Linked DNA regions of Mus musculus: region 1 is linked to region 2. The links are chromatin contacts, called in public Hi-C maps. All regions are on one chromosome and are shown on one strand. Each heading gives the region's core, a stretch centred on a gene start, on an enhancer-like site or on the middle of the called end of the contact. The rest is flanking DNA. Distances are from core to core; before and after follow the strand shown.

Region 1 (2,997 bases), core at 485-2,984, 40 kb after region 2:
TCCTTTTTTCTTTTGTTTCTAAAAACCTCAAAACGTCTAAGAAATGTATAAATGTAGCACAAAGAGTTTTTCCTTCAGAAATCATTAAAGAGTAAAATGTTGGGGATAGAGAGGTGACTCGGGTGGGAGTTTGTTGTACAAACATAAGGACCTATGCTGGAATCCCCAACACCTAAGTAAAAAGCTGAGCATGGCCATGCTAACCTGTCACCCTAGCAATGTGAGGACTGGAGACACAGTGAGGATCACTGTGCCTGCTGATTGTCAGCACAGTTCCAGGCCAGTGAGAGATCTTGTCTCCAGAAAATAAAACAAAGAACAATCGAGCAGGATACCTGAGAGTCTCTGGCCTTCTCAAATTCAAGCATACATGTGAATAGCACACATACACACAGCACGCACATGCACACACACAGGCACATGCACACACATAGCAGTAAGATGCTAACACAATGCCCTATACCATATACTCCAATGCTTAAGTATATATTTCTGCAAGCAAGGACATTCCGTGTAGCCTTAAAACCATCAAATGAAGGCCCACAAGATGGCTCAGCAGGCAAAGAGGCTTGCCAGCAAGCTTGAGATCTGAGCTCAATCCTGGGGCCCAGAAGAGAGTGCAGACTTCCACAAGTTGTCCTCTGACCTCCACTTGCTTCCACACTCAACCAACAGACACATAAACAAACAAATAGATCAGATGTAATAAAAAATATTATTAAAAAATGAGGAGGTTATTGTTGATTCATTTTTAGATCCCATCAACTGTCTTGACAAAGAGCTTGACTGTCATATCCATTTCCACTGGATGTTTTTTCTTGTTGTCCTGCTCTGTGAAGTTTCCGACTCCCTACTTAGTGAACAGGAGTGCTCTCTTCATAGACTCCAGAACCTACCTTCCCAGAGCCCATTCTATGGTCTGTGAGACCCCTCAAGCCCACATAGGCATAGAAACCAAGTGTGAGTTGTGTGAAGGCACAGATCTACAATCCAACACTAGGGAAGTGGGAGCAGAAGAGTGTCAGCTACTATGTTTGCCTGGCATCAGAGTGGGAGGGTCTCAGCACAAGAAGACACCAAGGCTTGGGATCAGGGTCCGAGGAAGGCGCCGAAGATATCATGTTGAGCCTCAAAGGTAGCAAAAAGAAGCCCCTGAGATAGGCCAAGAAGGAGGCCAAAGAGACAGATGAGGAAGATAAGGCTTTCAAACAGAAACAAAACACTCTTAACTTAATGCTTAGAAAAGAGGAAATGCTCATGTGAATCACAGCGGCCATGATGATTTTAGCCATTCACCTCTAAGGGCACCCCAGCTCTCATTTTAACCTAGGACGGAATCATTTCTTCCAAACCCTTTAAACTCCCAAAACCAGAGATGAGCTTCCAGAACGCCTCCTTATTTTTAAATAACACAAACAGTAATAGTATAACAGTAAGTTTTAAAAGAAACCAAACCTCCACAATCTTGCTAAACATGGTTTGTATTTTCTCTTGTATCTCCCTTTTGTCTCCTCATTTTGAAAGTGCAAACTAAAATAGTTGAATCCTGAGGCATGTATACACGCGTCTCCCAGTCACCTCAAGTAACATTATCTTGGGAGCTATTTTCCAAGTTACCACATAGTTTGCCTAATTATAAATTTTAGTGGTTGCACAATAATCCATATTTACTTGTCCCTCTTGCTATTCTTGCTATTTATCTAGGCTGTTTTTAACACAGAACTGTTAAACTAAGGCCACAGTCTTGTGTGCTCACAATGTTTCTCTTAGAATGTGTTGCCAAGGTCCGGGATTGCTGGGTCAAAGGCTATAAACATTTTATAACTTTTAATATTTAATGCCAAATTGCAGAAAGGTTTGCAAGAGTTTATAGTGTTAAAGGTTGGATTTTTTCATAGGAAAAGAAAAAGAAGAGTAGGCCTGGAATAATGCTGTGTATTAGTCAAGATTCACAGAACTTATAGAATAAATCTATCTCTATCTCTATCTCTATCTCTACCTCTACCTCTACCTCTACCTCTACCTCTACCTCTACCTCTACCTCTACCTCTACCTCTACCTCTATCTCTATCTCTATCTCTATCTCTATCTCTATCTCTATCTCTATATATGGGGATTTATTGGAATGACTTAGAGGCTATAGTTCAGCTAATCCAACAATGGCTAGCTGTGGACAGAAAGTCTAAGAACAGTAGTTGCTCAGTCCACAAGGTGTCCACTAGATGTCTTGGCTGGTCTTCAGTATATGCTAGAATCCCAAAGAAGTAAGCTCTAATGCCAGTGAAGAAATGGATCTGCTAGCAAGGTGAGGACAAGCAGGCAGAGAGCAAAGGCCTCCTCCTTTTATGTCCTTATATTAACTTTCAGCAGAAGATATGGTCCAGAGTTAAGGTATGTCTTTCCACTTCAAGATCTGGATCAAAGATATGTTTCTTCCAGCCTTAAGATCCGGATCAAAGGTGTGTGTCTTCCTACCCAAAGGTCAAGATTAGAAGTAGATTCACCCATTTCAAACAAAGAAAAAAAATCTCTCAAATGTGTACCCTCCCTTTCTGGATTGTAGTTCATTCCAGATGCAGTAAAACTGACAGCCAAATGTAGCCATCCCATGGTGACCCACGCCTTCTTTAATCCCAGCACCTAGAGATGGAGACAGGAGAGTCAACAGTTGAAGATCATTCTTGGCTACACAGCAACTTCAGGTCAGGATGGGCTACAATGAGACCCTGTTTCAATCATCATGGCCCATCACCCACCAAAAAGAGCAAAGGGTCAAGTCAAAAATAGGACCTCTTAATGAAACTCTGCCCATAGAGGTTTCATGCAAAGCTACATAGCTCATTTTTCTACCCTACTTGGACTTCATGCTGGGCTTACATTTTAACCTAACCTAGAACATGTTTATTGCTAGGTATGGTGAACACTTTCATATAAACTTTTGTTACCTGTACTGAGAGTTGATTTTAAAATAGTTTTTCAGCCTGTCATGGTGGCATA
Region 2 (3,050 bases), core at 428-2,927:
AGATCTCCAAACAACTCGGAGGTACATAGAAACGAAGACTGGTTTTCCAGCTAACTTTTCCAGCCCTGTGTACCAGAGAGATAACCAAAACAAAGTAGACCCGTAAAACCATGAGTTTCCCTGTAAACTGGGCCATAATCTGAAACCTAAGGGGGGCCGGGGAGGGGGGGGGGGGACCGGCTGCTGCTGCTGCTAATAGAAGCTCCTTATAAGCTGCGAACTGACAGGTGGAAAAACAAATTCGCCAGCAGCAGGCCAGCCAGAGGTTGTGAAAACACGGTTCAAGGACCGAACATGTTGTGACTACTCTGTAACAGGTCCAAGGTAATTTACGCACACACCCTTCAGCGCAATTCCTCCAGCACAGATAAGACTGGGAAACAACAGGCTTCCCCCAAGATCCACATACCATTTTACAACAGCCGTCTCCCCCCAGACAGGAAAACAGACATTCTGGTCCCGAGTCCTTTCCGCTGGTCTCCCCACAGCGCGAAGGGAAGAGGGCCGCCGCCGCCGTAACGAGAGAAGCCGGCAACAGCCCCGCCGCGCGGCCGCCACGCCTTCCTCCCGCCGCCGCTGGGGACGCGAAGCCTCGGATCACATTTCTCCTCCCCAACAATCACACGCACGCACGTCTCCAGAGTTGACACCCTCCAAACCCGCCGCCCCGCGACGCCGGTGACAGGGCCACCAAGCCTCCGCGGCGCAGCCACGGGGCTGGGCGCTCCGGCGGCGGCGTGCGTGCACGTTGGTCTTCGCTCCCATCAATGAAAGGAACGAGGTCTCCGTAGTGACGGCCTAGAGCCGCCGAGCCGAAACGGGGGGCCCCCGTGGGACCAAACAAAACTTCGGTTGCTGGGAAGAGCCGTTGCGCAACCTAGGCTTGGGGGAAGGCCCGGACAGCCCGGCGCGGCCAGGGCGGCTTCCCGGAGGCTGCGCCAAGCGCGCGCGGAAAGCACGCGCAGTCCCCGCGTACGGCCTCCTCGGGCCTGGCTTGGCGCCGGCCTTCGGGAACCGCCCGGGCCGGCCGCACTGGACAACCGGGCGGGAACGGAGAGCCGTCGCTCCGAGGGTTCCCCCGGCCCCCGAGGCCCCGCGACGGCGCCGAGCTACCCGCCCTTGCCTGGCTTCCTTACCTTCCTAGAGGCCCGCGCTCTCCCCGCTTCGGGCGGCCGCAGCCCTGAGCATGTCCGGGGTGGGTCGCGGGGGCCGTGCGGGGACCCGGAGCCAAGCGCTTCAGCAGGCGGCGCCACCCAGCCGGGGCTCAGCCCCTCTCGGCGGCCGCTGCCATCTTGTCCTGGCGGCTGAGAGGAAACGGCGAAACACCCTCCCCCGACCGCTGCTGCTGCTTCTCTGGCTGCCGATCGCCGGGCCCGTCTCCCTCATCTTCCTTCCCGGGGACCTGGGGTGGGGACCGCTCGACTGGGGAGAGGGGCAGTGACAAGCCGGCGGGCCACCGGGGCCTACGGGCAACAAGGGATGCAGGGCCCGCGGTGCTGAGGGCCCATTTCCCCGGAGTTGAGACGAGGACGAGGGCTGCTTGCGAGGCCGCGTCGCCCGGGGCCTGCGGCTCGGACTCCTCGGGGCGCCGCGCTGCCGGCAGTCGTCACCCGGGCAGCTGCGGCAGGCCGCCCCGATATCGGGCCCCTCCTCCGCGCGCCCGCCGGCCTCGGCCGCCGCCTCCGCAGCGCCACCGCCCGCTCGGCCGCTCTGAGCGCCGAGCCCGGGCGGCCCCGCTCGGGTAGGGCCGCGGCGCCTCCGCGAAGCCCCTCCCCAGGGTCCGCCTGCAGCCGCGCCCTTGACGCTCGCAGCCCGCCAGGCGGCCCGCGCGGATCCAACCCTGAGCTCTCACGCCATCCCCTCCAAGAGGAACGGCTTCCGTCAGCCCTCCTCTGCAGTTCTGAACCTGACTCCGGGCCCAAAAATACACATTTAAGGGACAATCCTAATACCCAAAGGGGTTCAGATGCGGAAGCAGGATTCCACAGGCCTTTCCAGGTTACCCCATCCTAATTCTCTTCCCACCCCTTTAGAATCTGTTTCTTGGCATCTTAGGAGTCTAAAAACGCAGAAAGAGAATGAATAATCTAAGCCTAAAATAGGTCCTTCTCGCTCCCCCATTCCAAAACAGCAGGAGACTTGTCACACCACGTCAAAGAATGAGGGACGGACTCTCTTGGAAGTTTTCCAAGTGCACCACCACAGTGGTTGAGAAGCTGCCCACCTCTACGTTGATAATTCTCCATCGAGTTAGTTCCACACCCAAGCTAGTTTCTTCGCTCCTGGAAACTAGGAAATCGACAGAATGGTCCATTTCCACCCACGTAACCATAGAACCATGGAATTTGAGATGAAAGAATCTTACTGATGCATAGTCCAAACTCTTATGCTAAGACAAGGGTTTAGACAAGTTTCGATGACGTGAGCAAGGTTAAAGAGCAAAGCTTTAGTCTCCACCCCTCTCCCCTCCATCTATCTCTCCAGAAAGCATCTATCTTCGAAGCAACCCATCATTCAGTAAACCTATTTTGCCACCTGTTTCGTCTGGGTTCTAAACTAATATTTAACGTTTCCGCAACGCAAGCACCTCTGTCTCTATAATGGAGATGTCCTTTGCTTTCTTCCTTTACTAGAAGGACTGAGCTTGCCGATGTTATTTCTCCACACATATTCTCCATTGCAGCAGCTGGGGCTAAAGGGAGGGTCAACTCGCTGGGTAGATACTAGTCCTTTACCTATTGCCTTTCAAACTAGGACTGTGTAGAATGTCTTTAAAGGGGGAAAGGGTATCCCCTCGAGGCCACTGATAATCCTTTTTCCAGTGACCAGTGTTTTCTTCAAGATAGGAGTACAGTGAAGACTAAAGTAGAAAAGCTAATGACTGATTTTTAGAAAAGGTGTATGCATGAGATGGCCACAGTGATGCAAGTCTCTATTGCCAGCGCCGGGTAGATGGACAGAACCGGAAGAGGCTCGAGATTACCCTCTACATCCAAAAGGAGGGCAATGTCGGAGCCATTCTTTATTCTTTAGCATTTACATTGGATTTC

Evidence for each region. Hi-C and Micro-C count contacts between places; a contact is called where the count stands out from the background.
Region 1: a contact with region 2 is called in a Hi-C map of liver, with 1.9 times the contacts expected there. The contact joins the enhancer-like site here to the promoter of Hipk3 in region 2. A contact is called at or near these places in 4 of 39 promoter capture datasets (3T3-L1-derived adipocytes, the C10 cell line, embryonic stem cells and 1 more), 5 of 484 Hi-C or Micro-C datasets (brown adipocytes, double positive thymocytes, liver and 1 more) and 10 of 115 datasets of contacts at active chromatin or transcription factors (the 230-238 cell line, CD8 T cells, the HPC-7 cell line and 5 more).

What each region holds. Positions count from the first base shown.
Region 1 is chr2:104,533,202-104,536,198 of GRCm38.p6, forward strand. No RefSeq gene overlaps it. Among named protein-coding and RNA genes, the nearest start is that of Platr14, 24 kb to the right of the region's middle. Within about 2 kb of position 1,735, at least 7 of the 459 cell types and tissues checked have an H3K27ac peak or open chromatin away from gene starts, as enhancers often do. A contact at or near this core is called in 3T3-L1-derived adipocytes and liver, where this site is marked.
Region 2 is chr2:104,492,812-104,495,861 of GRCm38.p6, forward strand. Hipk3 (homeodomain interacting protein kinase 3) reads right to left here and starts at 1,678. Exons shown (of 16, transcript NM_010434.2): 1 at 1,137-1,678.